2 separate regions of the Triticum aestivum genome follow, and region 2 is linked to region 1. The links are chromatin contacts, called in public Hi-C maps. All regions are on one chromosome and are shown on one strand. Each heading gives the region's core, a stretch centred on a gene start, on an enhancer-like site or on the middle of the called end of the contact. The rest is flanking DNA. Distances are from core to core; before and after follow the strand shown.

Region 1 (7,720 bases), core at 2,855-5,354:
GGGCAGCAGGAGGGCCTGCTTCTTCACCGTGACGTTGGCCTGGATGAACTCGGTCCGGGCTTGCTCCAGCTGGTGGTGGATCTTCTTGGCCGTGTACAGCCGCACCTGCCACATGGTGAATTTCACGGTGAGATTTGACACAGGACAAGGTGTGGACAATGGCAGCAAGGGTTTGAGATGCTGAGGAGCTTACGGGCGGGTCTGAAAATGTTCCTGTGGAGAGCGCGAAATGCGCGACCGGCTCGGAATGGTGAAGGGCGTAAGGGTGCCTCGGCGTCGACCCTTCCAGGGATCTTTTTGCTGGCGTGAACAGCGCGCGAACCCACTGTTGAAGGTAATGCTTGTTAGTGTGTTGGTTCTTGTTAATATGGAATTTCATGTTTTGCGTATTGTAGAAGCAGGTCATACCAATGATGGACGGTGGGATTGGCATCCGAGGATCGAGTTCTGAATAGTTTGGGCATTTACTGATTCACCACCCACATTGTACGCAGCCTGGCAATTCATTCGGTTCAAATGCTCAGGCACTTTCAGATATGAGTAGAGTTCTTTTCGAAAAAAAAAAAGATTCGAGTAGAAATAAGACTAGGCTATAAAATGTACCTTTAGAATCATGTCAGTGCTCTTCAGTCGTTTATCTTGTATCCCATAGGCCAGAAAAGCCTGTATATCACAAGGCAGTGTATAGGTTAGAAATGAGATCTGATTTCTGAGGCTAACCCTTCACACAGCAAAAGGTTGCTAATGTATTTGGGTGTAGATCAATACATGCATGACTAAAGCGTTGTGGATGTTGATCCAAAAGCAGAGCTGCTCCTCATGTGTCATCTTTGTTGGATCAACTTTTTCGAGCCGCTGTATCAGGGACCTGGATGCAGTAGAAATATTTTATCAGCTGAAGCCTTGCATCTTTCTTAACTTCAATTCCAGTACAGAAAAACCAATGTTCCTCTTGTTTTTTTCTGTTGCTTACCTGATAGTCTCCAGCATTTTTGACGCATATTCAAACTTGCCAGCATCTATATGTATCCTTGGAACAATGATCATGCCTATGTTTTGCTCACTATTCTCTTTTCCGGATGGATATTGGCGAGGGCTTGTGGTGGCATCAAAGGTGTACCGAGGGCTCCAGCTGTCATTACGACGCCTCGGCGAGAAGGTACTTGAAGATGAAACAGAATGACTCGGTGAAGTCACGGACTCGGCATCTTGAGATGGCGTGCTTGCAAGTTTGCAGTAGACCGAAGCAATGCAGCCGAGGATGTCCTCCGATAGTTTGCAAGAGATCTTGGGTACGTAGTCTGAAATAGAAGCATTCAAGAAGTTGACTAGGCTAGAATGCTTCGAAGCCGGTCTTGACAATACCTCCTGTGAGATGCCAAAGTTGAGTCAGGCATATTTCCAGATAGGAACATTATGTTGCTTGGATGGGTAATTAATGCTGAAAATAATCAATCAAGGGAGATTTCTAGTTCATACACTCATAGAATCTGAGACAGTTGGCAAGTTGAAGGCTGCAGATTGCTTGATATCTCTTAAACGAAGCGCGCCCTCATCAATACTTTTAATTGCTTCTTGATCCACCTGCTGTTTTATGGCATTAATCTTAGCATACTGGACTTCATACTGTTGTCATGAATCAAATGTACTCATCTGCCTAGCACCCTGAGTTATGTACCTCGCTCGCAAAACTGCAGGAATCGGATAGATGCTGATCAAATGCCCTTCTGTAGAGGGTCAGCAGATGCAGTTCCTTGCGGATGACTTCCTGCTCGAGGGCCGCAATCTCCCCAGCTAAATCTGCGATGGACTGCAGAACTGCAAGGTCACGGCTAAGAACACAGGCATAATTGAAGGTGCAGATGAGCTTTCTACAAAGAAGGAAAAAACCCGAAAGGTACAGATGAACACCCATGCCTTCCTCACTTTTCAGTTGAGTATGCAACCAAATTGTTTGTGTTTGGGCTATTATATTTCATGGATTAGTGGTGCTACCGTGTTTTTCTAAAAGTGTGTATTACCCTACTTAGACTACTCATGGAAAAGAAACTACTCCAGAATAAAAACATAGCATAGATATAAGACACGAGTCTCTGCATAGTTTCTTCAGCTTCAACAAAACACAAAAACCTTGCGGCGTATTTGAAACAAATGTGCCAGGATTTGCAGTAAACCAAACCTTTGAAGTGGCCTTTTGAGTCCTTTCCGTTGTTTTCCTGGAGTGACGGCCAGGCAACGACTGCTCTGGCAAGTTAAGCGAGTGCCTTCTGTGGAGCATCTTGCTGTCTCGATTGATGGTCTGCAATATGTGATAAAACCACAGCCTACCGGTTAAATTGTGCGTAATGGTGAAAGAAACATAGAGTAAAAATGTCGAAAAGTTTGTGAGACAAATCCAATTTACTCACAGGCTTGCAGTAGGAGAATCGCGGCGACATGTCCACTGCAGCCTCACGTGTCCTCAGCATGCTAAAACGGCACACAAGGAATAATTACCATCTGATCAGATTCCACGCCAAAATCAACTAATATAATTACCGTCTGATCAGATTCCATGCCAAAATTTTCAAATAATAATAATAATATAAAAAACATTGCACGATAGATTAATTCTGTATTTGTTAGTACATTCATGCATTCATGGAATCCATGCATACACGCAGGTGAAAGTGGGTCTGCCATTAATTTCGTTGCACAGTGTGTGAGTCAACCATTTTGTGCAGAAAATGAAGGCTGAGCATCCTTGCACAGGGGCGCCGTACGGGCGGTGTAAAGGAGATGAATGAGATGTGATGAGGATGGTTGGCGCGTACAAGTATACAGTACACAGAATAATAAGTTGCTCAACTAAACAGTGCAAAATTGTTAAGTGTTCTGTATGCATATATGGGCGACGAACTGAACTGGACGCCGTACTTGGTTATGGACCGGAGTCTCTAGAGTTTAAGTTCGGTGTCAATTTGCAGTGTTTCTTCACATTTTTACTCTGTTTTTCTTCACGGACGATAAGGATGATTTCCTCCTATATGGGTCCATGTATATAATTCTTAATTCTTACTGAAAATGACCAAACCATAATCTTTTTGTTCCTTTATTACTGATGAATGAAAATAGCAATTGAAGTGTTGGAGGAAACTATGTCTGTAATTGGCAAGGAGGTGCTAACCTCTGTGAGTGTCGATGCTGGAGATTGCAGGAGGAGTGGGCGGACCTGGGCGTGTCGGCGCAGGACGCCGTCTCCGACAGCGCCCCCGATCTCCAGGCCCTCTCCATGGCCGGCCGCGTGCGTCGGCGAGAAACCTGCCAAGCACATGCCCCGCGTCACCTCCACGTGATTACTCCCATTTCTCAATGCAAGCGCTCCGGCGACGATGAATCCGTCCAGGCGGAGGGAGGAATCTAGCAGCGGCAGGGCAGGGGATCCCTCACCTCGAGCTGTTGTAGGGTCAGCCGTCCATGGGTGAAGCAATCAAGGCTGCGCTCCGCGTGTGGCTCGGCTTCCTCCGGCCGCCTTGTCCGCAGAAGCTTACTGAGAGAAGAGCAGAAGCTTTCTTGGATGTTGGCGACAGGAAGAAGGCGCAGTCGGCAGCCAAGAGCAATGGAGGACGGAGAGAGAGAGAGAGGAGGCGGCTACGGATCACGGAGAAAATGAGCAACTGAATAACCCTTTGCTGCCGACGGTACAGGCTAGTACTAGTAGCAAGCGGAGCAGAGGAGATAGGCCACGCCGCCACGAGGCGAGGCGAGGCGAGGAATGTGGGCAAGGAAAAGACGGGCAGAAAAGGCGCCGGGAGAAGGAGAAAGGAAGGCGAGAGAATCGAACAATGGCATCAACCTCTCTAATTCTTTAGGTAAAGTCGGAGGGAAAGGCTAAGCCGTAGGCCGCCGTAGCCGTGTGATCGACAGCTCGCTCGCTCGCTGGGTGAGTAGAGAGGAAGCAAGGAAGGGGGAGGAAGGAGGAGGAGCATCAAATGAAATGAAATGAAATCCCTCTCCTACCTCACTGCGCTGGCTAATAAAGAAGGTATTTCCTGTTTGATGGAGAAGATACGAGAATGAGTGGAGTATTATTATCTGCTTCTTCTGGTGGGGTGGCAGCCCAGCGAGGGGGGGTGGGAGGGCTGGTTCTTTTTTAAGGCAAAGTTTGGAGGGCAGGTGAGTGAGGCTGAATGAATGAGTGACTGCGTGTGGTGATGTTCCTTGTTTTTCTTGTGGAAACGTAGCGTGATCCGACCGGAGCCACCTATCCCACCGCCTTTTCCATCGTTTGTTCCATCGCCGCCCCAAAAATGCATATTTCCTCAGATTTTCTGTCTGCCAATCATCATCCGCCCTCCGTCACCCACCCCATATGGCTTGGTCGTTTCACATTTTTCTACTCGTTGCTCATCCACTATCCACTCTCGGGAAAGAAACCTTCTCCTCGCTTGGATTTCCTTTTCTTCCTTTGGATGGAGGAGACGTAGATTCCTTTGATGCTATGAGTGCGGGAGGGGGAGGGAAGACGGCTTGCGCCTTTCTGTGGAACGCAAGCAAACACGCTGGCTGGCGTTGCGTCGAGCGAGCCCTCACCAGTGCCCTAGTTGATGATGGATCCTTCACTCGCTGGTCATCACAAAGGTGCGGCCCGGCGGCGCGTTTGTACTAATGTACCGATCCAGATCCAGCCAATCCAACCAAGATTGCGCGGCACGCACGGGGCTGACACGCAGGCTCGCCCCGTGACTCGCTACCTCCGGCGTGAACCCCAGCGATCTTTTGGTTCCGCCGTCCTTGTCACGGTACCCGTTTCGCGCTCCATGCCAAAGGCGGCGTGATTGTTCCTGGCATCTAGCTTGCCTGCCAGTGCGGCGAACTGGTACGGGCGGCGCGTCACTGTCCAGATTCCGATGTGACCACAGCCCTGCCTGCCGGCATGGGCCAGGCCGTGTAAATTCCGATTCCGATCGGGCACTGAGTACGGCGACGACGGGAGCCCCTGCCTGCCTGCCCGCTTGTGCTCGGGGCGCGCCGGTGCGTCTACGGGGCACGCACAAGCACGGGATGCGAGTCCGCGCCGGTGCTTGACACAACTCGGAAGAGAGGAGGGAGGGATGATGGACAAAGAAAGATCCGAATAGATCGGGAATTGTCGAGGCCAAGCACCGAATCCGCGAACTGGCTTATTTTATGCCGCCGGCGCCGGCCGCGGGTGATACGTTCAGTAGGGTACGTAAACAAACGAACCACGGCGAAAGAAACCAAAGAAAGCGAGCATCTACAGCGTACGTAATGTGTCTCTGGCGAATAAACAAGTTCGTGCGTGCGGGTGAGGCCACGGAGATCGGGAACGGGGCCGGCCGCTTACCCCGCACGCGCGCCGACTCCCTGGATTTTTCGCTCTCCGCCTGCCTGCCGACGCACGCGGCAGAGCGTGGCGCGAAGCGGATCGGAAGAGCCGGCCGGTCCCGCGGCGCCGCTGCAATCTGCGCGTCGGTGAAACTCGCGGCGCGCGCGCGCGTGCATGCACCTAGGGCGAGCTAGGGCATGCACGTACTACTGCGTAGACGCCGGCCGGTGCGTGGTCGCGTGGCAGCCGCCCATGTCGATCTGCGCGCGGGACCAGCCAGTCAGCCATCCATCCGCCACCCACCTACCGATACTACAGTAGTCCATATCATGGCTCCTTGATGGGTACAGTTCATCAGTTAATATCTGTGAACTGTGATCATGCTCAATGATGTGTGGTGCGCTGGGACGACTTGGACGTGTGATGAGGACAGGAAATCCGCCAATCAATATGCATGGATCGGCCAAGTTGTGCAGGTGCGATGGACGAGTACGTACACGTGTGGCTGGTGACACCAGGTGGACCGACGAGCCAGCCCTGCTGGCCTGCTGCGTATGCTGCGTGCATGCGACCTGGCTCGCCCCCGCCCCAGCGGCGCGCCGCGCCGCCTGTGCGTGCGGCCGTGTGTTGCGCGTCGGTGGCGGATCCGAGGCTGGGGCCCATCTACCTACACTGTGCTTGCTGCTATGCACAGGATCTGCTTGCTATCAGTATCAGGTCCATTGTCTACCCATCCCGGCAGCACTGCAGCATCGTGGATTGAGATAAATACACCCACGGTCATTGTAATTGCGTTGAAAGCACGGTACGGTTATCCAACTTTGAAATACGCTCGTTACGGTCACTAAATACGATGGGACGTGAATATACGGTCACTGTAGCACGTATGCGGTGCGTACATGCCTAGTTTGACCAACTGTTGACCGCCATGTAGTGCTCTCTCATTCAGCCAATGATTAATGGAGGGGTTTTCTGTGAAATGACCAAAATCCCCAATCCCCCTCGCCCCCTCTCAAATCCCTAACCCGCGACGCCCCTCTCAAATCCCCCTCGCCCCCTCCGCTTCTGTCGCTCTGCTCTGCTCCACCACCACCGTCGCCGCCGTCGAATCGGGCTGCCGCGAGCTCGTTCTTCTCTGCTGCTTTCCCCCGCAAGGTCTGGCAGTCATGTCTGTCGCAAGCTCGTCGTCCTCTGCTGTCCGCCGGCGGGCGTTGGCGCTACCGCTGATCCGCTGCGGAGGCTGCAAGGAGAAGGTGCGCATGTACATCTCCACCACTGAGAAGCACGACGGTTGGGTCTTCTACAAGTGCCAAAATCATGGGGTTAGTTCTTCGATTTCATATGCTTTTCATGGGGATAGATCCAAAGATTGGAGTTTTTGACCTTGGCTTGTCCTTTTGGGATATAGGTGAGTTGTGAGTTCTGGCGTTGGGAATTGGAGTACGTGGAGTACCTCGTGGAGAATAAGTATATGGTCGGTGATGCCGTTGTGGATGCTATTGGTGCGGCTGAGGAACGCAGGGAGGAACTTCTGAAAGCACAAGAGATTACCTACATGAATGGATCAACAAGCTGGAACAAGAAGTCCAAGAGAGAGATGCTCATGAGTGGCAATGTCATGACCAGGCAGCAAGCTGCTGCACTGCTGAAGATTGGTACAGAGCTGGTGATGCTCATGAAGTTCCTGCTTGCAGTTGTTGTGATGTTAGGCCTTGGTGCATTGGTGCTATTCATGGTGAAGAAGTGAAGATGAAGATGCTGCACTGGTGATGCCAGGTTCATTTTGGCAGTCTGAAGTGGTGGCAGTCCTAGTTAATGTGTTGGCAGTCCTAGTTATGTGTCATGTAATGGTGTCAGCAGTGGAAAATGCTATGTTGAACCATGTTTATTTTGGTTTAGTCTGATGTAATGGTGTCAAACTTGAAATGCTTTGGTGAACCCTGTGTTATCTATGATGAATATGTTGTTTCTTATATCATTCTGGGTGTGTGATCACTGTTTTGTCTTATTGAAAGGCATTGTTGGCATTGTTTTCTTATATCATTCTGGGTGTGTGATCATTGTTTTCTTATATCATTCTGGCCTAAATTGACCAAAATGGATCAGTAGATAAGGCAGTGATTCAGCACAATTGGCATTGTTTAAACTTGACGGGCATGCCAAACTTCACATTCTGGGTGCCAAAATTGACCAAATATGCATCCATCATTCTGGGTGCCAAACTGACCAAATGGCAAACTTGACAGACATGCCAAACTGACCAAATGGCAAATCATTCAAATGGCAAACTTGACAGACATGCCAAACTGACCAAATTTGTCAAACTGACATGACAATTTGCATAGACAAGTACAGTTGCATCAAAACTTGACAGTAAATAAGCAAACTGAC
Region 2 (7,720 bases), core at 3,347-5,846, 220 kb before region 1:
TTTTTCAGTGTTGTAATTATGTAAAGTTCTAAGTGGTGCCATACTCTTCATATTGTCGTATCTTTAAGGCTCTTAACAACTACTGCAGGCTGTACAAAAGGAAAGGGAGGAGAAACTTGCGGAGAAACTGAAGAATAGATTGCACATTTATGTTCAAGGAAACAAAAAGGAATTTATCCAGGTTGCTGAGGCTGAGGTAGCTAGACTTTCTGATGCAGGTGACAAACTTTTTGCTCACTTGCTAACTGTTCTGTCTATTTTTCCTTTAAACTTTGTAACTGCCTCTGGCTGCTTTTTCTGCCTTTATTCCAACCCAGTAGCTCTGGAACTGTTTGGCCACTTTTTTCTTGTGTATTCCCAACATAAGTCAAACTTTGAGACTTCACTTTTCTTTCTTTATCATGTTCACAAACCCGACTTCTATTAACTCAATGTTATTTTCTGATTTTGCATGTCCTGCAGCATATGGGATTGATATGTTGAGTACTATCGGTTACATGTATTCAAGACAAGCTGCCAAGGAGCTTGGAAAGAAAGCTATCCTTTTGGGGGTTCCCTTTATAGCTGAATGGTTTAGAAACAAAGGTCATTTTATTAAGTCCCAAGTGACAGCTGCAACAGGTAAAACTTACTTTATTATTTAGTTTCTTGAATAGCAGTTCTGATTTCGATATTTGCAATGTTGGTGCTAGCAATATATATTTGTATTTTGGCTTGAAATTTGTTTTGTTTCTGTAGGTGCAATAGCTCTTATGCAGTTGCAGGAAGATTTAAAAAAACATCTCAGTTCGGAATGTAATTACACTGATGAGCAACTTGAAGCTTACATGCAGAGTCATAAAAAGGTTATGGTGGATTCCTTATGGAAGCTTAATGTTGCTGATATAGAGGCAACTCTGTCACGTGTCTGTCAAATGGTTCGTCTTCATGTTGGCACTATCCTTGCTGCTCTGTTTTTGTAATCTTACTCATTATCAGAAGTTGTAACATTCTACCAATACCAGGTTCTCCAAGAGAGCAATGTCAAGAGAGAGGAACTAAGAGCTCGAGCTAAAGGATTGAAAACTTTAGGCAAAATATTCCAGGTATCATTCTTTGTATAACCAGTCATTCACGTGTGTGCTCTGATATGTAAGTTGTTTGGTGTTCTTGATGAACTAAGTTGGGTTATTTCGACACAGCGTGTTAAGCTCAATAGTGAAGGAGAAGCAGCAACAATGAAGCATACGATAAATAATTCGGATGATAATGTTGGTACCTCTCCGGATTCATCACCAAGATCTCCCAGGGTGCAGCCGTTCGATGCAAACCCACCATATTCTCAGGTGCCTACCATCTTCTGAGATCATTGTTGTGACATGTGTAGCATATTAAAATGCAAGTTTGTATACATGGCTGTTTGCTGAATTATCATTAGATAAAAAAAATCAAAATTAGATTCCAAAATGGACTTTGTCATGATCTATTGAGTTCAAGCTGTATCAAGCTTTAGTTAACCCAATTTTTCGTTACATGCAAACACGGTTTATTACTACCATCACACTAGATCAGATGACAGATTGACAGGTATGGTGAGCTTTCCAAATGATCTTAGCTATCTGCTCTAGACCCATCACCAACAGGCCAACACTTAACTGCCAAATAAGATTATCTTTTATCCATCACCTAACCGACAAAACTTTTGACAGCCGCCAAAAGAAAAGAAAAAATGATGTTGATTCGCATATCAGCAAACTCACTATCACTGCTTGTTCCATTGGTTGTACCTCCACACTGACACACACAACTCTCTTCATCAACTCACAGTAGAAATGCTTATATGCTTCCATCAAACAGAAGGCTCAGAAATGTTATTCTTCTTTTTGTCCAGAGCCCATATGTGGAGGCCCCTCGGTTCGGCGGCGGTTATAGCCCGTTCAACTTCCCGATGCCCACCGCTCCGCCTGGTGCGCAGAGGGATCCTGTCCCATGACCCGCTCCAGGGCCACCAACTTTTTTTTCCGTGGGTCATCCTTTTTGTACAATATTATTGCTTGTGTTAGTAGATGATCACATGGTGTTCATTTGTGCCACTAGTATAGTAGAGCGAAGAAGCATCTGGGTATTATCAATTTGCTTTCTTCGGATGTATAATCGATCGATTAAAATGATCCATACGTCGACGGGGTCCCCGTGTTGTGTACAGGCGTGTCGTGCTGCTTCTGATGGGTTGTCGGGGCAGCGACCGGTCGGCATTGTTGTATACATAAACTATATCACATCACATATATTTTTTCCTTGTGTCTATGGGCGCATAATTGTTTTAATCTATGGCCCATTTGTGCAAAATAGCTGTGGATTATCTCCTGGTACCTGAAAGTGTTCGCTCTCGTGATGCCAGATTATATATCTGAATTATCTCTGTGTGTGTGGAAAGTACAGTGACTGCATTGTACAATTTTCTACTACAAGCTTGTGTAGTCTCATTCATTCAGTTGTTTGAACGAGTGCTGTGAAACGTGTTAATGTGGAAAGCTCTGTGGTAGGTATGATCCATTCCTTTTATTGTACTTTCTACTGCATCAATTCTTATCTGTTACTTGCAGTTTATGCGGCCCCGTAAAAATCTGCCATTTTGCCCGGCTTTTTGCCGACTGGATGATTATGGGGACATTATCAGATTGTGAGAAATGTGTCAACATTCCTGAAGTGCAAACTGGCCTTAGGTATGTTGGTGAGTGGCCGACTATGAGCATTGCCAGATTGCTGCTGCTCGGGGCTATGGTTGTGGCCGACGATGAACTCTGGTTGGCACAAGGAGACGCAACTGTTGCTCATCATCGCCCTTCTGTGAAGTTGTCGGTTCCTTCTGTCAGCGCCTCGGCAAGCCGGCGCCATCGCCTTCTGCCCGTGCTGCCCGACGGTGCAAACCGCCGGCGGAGTCACTGAAGATCAGTGTGGACGGGGCCTCTTTTCTCCTCCGGCAAGGGAGGGGAGGGTACAAGTGGTGGTTTTCCGCCGGGGATAGCAACGACGATGTCTGCGGCGTCAGGCTGAAGCGGGGGCGCGTGTCGAGACGCTCCAGTTACTCAGTTTAGCTTCTGAAAGCTGGAGCGGGCAGATGGCAGCACCGTGAACTGAAGCAACAAGCACCACTGTCGAACTAGCACGAGCACGGCACGGCACGGCAAGACACAGCATCGTCTCGACGGTGACCAAATTCCGGTTGTTATTAACTACCCCCTCACGTCCCACAATGTAAGAGGTTTTTGCAAGCTACTACTCGTTTCATTTCACGGATTATTGTATTACAAAGTCAAGTACCGTAACGCACGACTCGCCCACTGGCTTTGTGATTCATGTGGTGGCCAACGACATCGCTGTGCCATGTGCAGTGCCAGCTGTGCAAGCTAGTACTCCCTCCGTCCGGAAATATTTGTCATCAAAATGGATAAAAGGGAATGTATTTAGACGTATTTTAGTTCTAGATACATCCTTTTTTATCTATTTTGATGACAAGTATTTTCGGACGGAGGGAGTAGGAGTACAAGAGAGAAAACAGATGGTGTGGCACCGTTGACAAACACGAAGCACGAGTCAAACATGTAAAAAGGGTCAACTGGGAGCGATGGGTTGTTGAATTCATGTTTGAGTCAATTTCATTTGAAAGTTCAAACTGATGGAAAGAGATGGACAATATATCTCAGACAGTTTTTTTGTTTTTGTTTTGAGAATCATACTCCACCAGTCTCAAAATAAATAAGTGACTCAACTTTGTACTAACTCTGAAAGTTAGTATACAAAATTGAGTCACTTGCTCCCTCCGTTTTTTTAAGTCTGCATATAAGATTTGGTCAAAGTCAAACTTTGTTAACTTTGGCTAAGTTTATAGAAAGAATATCAAGTTTCATAATATGAGATCAATAATGTTAGATGCATCATGAAATTAATTTTCATACCATATAGCTTTAGTATTGTAGATGTTCATATTTTTTTCTATAAAGTTGGTCAAACTTTACTAAGTTTGACTTTGACCAAATCTTATATGCTGACTAAAAAGAAACACGGAGGGAGTATTTTGGGACGGGGGGAGCATATCTCAACAGTTGTGAACGGTTTGTAGAGTTTTCGTGGTGGAGTAAACTGAATCAAACTGGGGTACAGGTTGTAATGTGAGCGAGACAAGTTGAGGCGAGTAAGGTGGACTTTGTCTTAACGAATCCTGTCATTCCGCTATAGCGAAGGCGATCATACTGACTGGCCTTTTCCTTTTCCTTTTCGTTGGCGACGTCGGCCATTGTTGACCCCAGCTATAGGTCTAAGGTGGTAGCAGTACCGCACAACGATGTGTGCTACTCCTACTACTAGTCTATCCGCGGCGGCAAGCAAAGAAACGTATCACCTGCGCTGCGTAACACAGTCTCTGTCAGCTCAGCCGTGCCGTCAACGGGCCATTTTATTAGCCTTAAACGTGCCCTCCTCGTCAAACAATCGGGCAATTAGCTAGCTAATGGCCGGCGCATCAAGCTAAAGCTTGACCAAAACTAACAGGAACTTATTGTAACACACCACTTATCTTCCGCGCGCCAACCCACGCCCCTCCGCCCGCCGCCGCGCTCCCCGGACGCGAACACCACCCCACCACCGCGCGCCCTGGATCCTCAACCGCCGCCTATTTCTATTTCTTCCCCCAAGGACCACCACCGCAAGCAACCTCGTCCAGCTGCAGTTGACCGTAGCGACTCGGGCGGTAGGAGCGGGTCGGTCTGACAGAGTGACCATGTTGGCGAGGCTCATGGCGCTGGCGCTCCGCGGCGGCGAGCACGGCGGGCGCCGCGCCTGCTACGGCATCGCGGCGACATGCGCGTGGCTGCTCCTCTTCTGCGTGCTCGCCGTCGCCCTCCGCTGCGCCTGGAAGGCCTTCGCGTTCGCCAGCCTCGCGCTGGTGGCCTTCGGCGCCGTCGACCACTTCGCGCCCGACACCTGGTGCGGCGGCGCGCCAAGCGACGGCGCGGGCGCGCCGGAGCGAGACCAGTCCAGGGCGGCCGCGGCGGCTACGGCCCGGCGGTTCGGGCTCGGGCGCGCCGCGATCGACGCCCTGCCCACGTTCGCGTACGGCGACGACGGTGGCGACGTCGACCTTGAGTCGGGGGGTGACACCGCGTGCTCGGTGTGCCTCGAGGACCTGCGGGCCGGCGAGACGGTGCGGCGGCTCCCGGCGTGCATGCACGTGTTCCATGTGGAGTGCATCGACATGTGGCTGCACTCGCACCGGAGCTGCCCTCTCTGCCGGTGCGACCTCTCGCCGCCACGGAAGGTTGTTACCAAAGCACCGGCGGTGGAGAATGGAACGCTTGCTGAGGATGAATTGCCTGCGGTGGCGGCGACGGTGGCAGAGACGGGACCGCTGGCTGATGATCATGATGCTTCGCCGCCGGTGGTGACAGGGGAGACGAAACCGCCTGCTGGTGCTTCGCCGACGGTGTAGATCATGTGTATAAGTTTTTTTAGGCTAGAAAATGTCGTTTCTCTGCACGACACCCATACACACAGTAGGATCGTCCCTCTTTCGTGTTGTAAATCTTGTGCATTCCTCTGTATTCCGCCTGTATATAGATGCTGAGACTTGAGACTACATAAATTAAACAGATCTTTGTGATTCCTGCCGTCTTTTTGGGGCGGCGAGGTTAGTGTTTTTTGTTGTGTGGCGAAATTTGGGTGTCAGTTGTTTCAGATCTATTTAAGGGGTTAGCGACGACGGCTGCGGCTCCACGGCGTTGGTTCTTAGAGGCACATGCACAAAGACTTCCCGACTGTCCTTGACATGGTCAAGCCGGCTTCGATAGAGGAGCGGCGACTCATTCTGGCACGGTAGTGATTGTTTGGTGGTCTCAGTATCTTGATGTAATTTTTATTATATTTGAGATGCTTTGTATTCTTGGTGGACTTTAATAATAGATCCAAATTATTTTTGAAAAAAAAGATCTTGTGATTTTTTTAAACTAATAGATCTTGTGAATTGACAATACGATGTACGAATAGTATCTGAGAGCAGAAAACTTTGGAGAACGGCGTGGAGGCCGATTTTTTGAAAAAATCAATTTCAAGAAAATCTGAAGAAAAAAATGTATGTAAAAATAAGGATGTGAGGCGTATGTGTGTAAAATTTCAGAATGAAATACAATGAAATGCGACCTGTACAAAAAAATCATGGTCTGGGAGGATGAACAACATCATGTGTTAAAAAGCCCCAGATCTATCTTTTTTGCACAGCCCTCATTCCAACATATTTCGTCCTGAAAATTTACATACTTGTGCACTATGCCTTCATCTATCTCTATATATTTTTCAGAATTTTTTGAAATGTAAAAATATGAATTTTCATAAATTTTGAATTTTGCATTTGAAGGCTTTCATGGAGCTCAGCCTTCAAAAGCAATTTCCAAAAACTTTGTACCTACATTTCTGTAATTGTATAACTTGGGGGAGCGAAAATCCTACATCTACTAAGAGCTACTTACACTTTACGTAAACTTCCTAACATTAAAATCTCCCCCTCCCACCCCCCAATTTGGGGGATGGCACCAAAGCAGAAAACGTTTCATTAAGTGCGAGGGTCTGTCCGTAGGTGACGGTTTGCGTATCGCTCCGAAGATCACGGAGGCGATCAGGGTAGGGTGTCTCTGAACCCGCGTCGCCGTGGCTCGATCGGATCGCAGTCTCCGGTGATCTCCTCCCTGAGCGTGATCTACAGGTTGCTCGCGTGCCTCGTCGTAAACCCATCCACTCCAACAGCCTTCCGTGATCTCCTGGGGGTCGCGGTCGTAATACACCTTCAAACCCTAGGCGGCGTAGGGAGTCATTGGCGGGTGGAAGAAGAATGGAGGGGGTAGCAGGGATGATGCGTAGCCTCAAACTGTCGGATGAGGAGAAGAAGGGCGTGAAGATCCGAATGGCAAGTAGAGGAAAGGGGAAGGCGAATGATCTCCAAGCGGTTGGGAGGGTGGTGTCCGAGAAACCAGCCCATGCAGAAGCGATCTGCCTGTCCCTTGGACGGATCTGGTGCCCAATCAAGGGGATTGATTGCAAAGAAGCTGGGGATAATCGTTTTGTGTTCACGTTCAAGCAGGAGTCGGGGAAGAGGAAAGCGTTGGAGGACGGTCCCTGGATGTTCGACAAGGACCTGGTTGTGGTGGAGGATTTTGACCCAGGAAAAAGGATCGAGGACTATGATTTCAATGATATCCCAATTTGGGTGAGAGTATTTAATCTGCCATTGGTTATGATGAATGAGGAGTCCGCAGAAGAAATCGGAGGTCTAGTTGGGCAGTTTGTGGAGGTAGATGCGGGAGTGGACGGGAGTGCTGTCGGGAAGTTTATGAGGGTGAAAGTAAGAATGAACATTGATAGACCCATAATGAGGGGGTTTACGCTTGATGATGAAGATGAACATGGGGTAACTAGGAGGAAGAAGAAGATGAGTATTGATGGCGGGGAGGAAGAAGAGGAGGAGGGGCTGTGGTGTCGCTTTGAATACGAATTCCTTCCTGATTTTTGTTACACATGTGGTATCATTGGTCATGTAGCAAAAGACTGTTCCATCAAGCTGAAACGAGGGGATGCGACACAATTTGGGCCTTGGCTAAGGGCTGATATCAGTAGGAGAAGACCAGCACTTGAGGAGGACCGAAACTGGAGGGGAAGAGGGTACGGAGGGGGAGGAAACAGACAGTATGGGTAC

The links. Hi-C and Micro-C count contacts between places; a contact is called where the count stands out from the background.
Region 2: a contact with region 1 is called in a Hi-C map of leaf, with 10 times the contacts expected there. The contact joins the promoter of LOC123116433 here to the promoter of LOC123112459 in region 1. A contact is called at or near these places in 3 of 5 Hi-C or Micro-C datasets (leaf and root) and 1 of 1 datasets of contacts at active chromatin or transcription factors (leaf).

Annotation. Positions count from the first base shown.
Region 1 is chr5B:460,166,981-460,174,700 of IWGSC CS RefSeq v2.1, reverse strand. It overlaps LOC123112459, which reads right to left and starts at 4,104. Exons shown (of 12, transcript XM_044533446.1): 1 at 3,430-4,104; 2 at 3,212-3,300; 3 at 2,409-2,469; 4 at 2,180-2,299; 5 at 1,679-1,810; 6 at 1,480-1,587; 7 at 974-1,368; 8 at 769-868; 9 at 604-663; 10 at 409-495; 11 at 194-325; 12 at 1-105. The coding sequence starts at 3,273.
Region 2 is chr5B:460,387,472-460,395,191 of IWGSC CS RefSeq v2.1, reverse strand. LOC123116433 (RING-H2 finger protein ATL39-like) reads left to right here and starts at 4,596. Exons shown (of 1, transcript XM_044537389.1): 1 at 4,596-5,554. The coding sequence starts at 4,760. The coding sequence ends at 5,467. LOC123112464 (chaperone protein dnaJ 10) reads left to right here. Exons shown (of 10, transcript XM_044533450.1): 5 at 89-218; 6 at 463-621; 7 at 739-917; 8 at 1,005-1,085; 9 at 1,182-1,325; 10 at 1,871-2,306. The coding sequence ends at 1,972.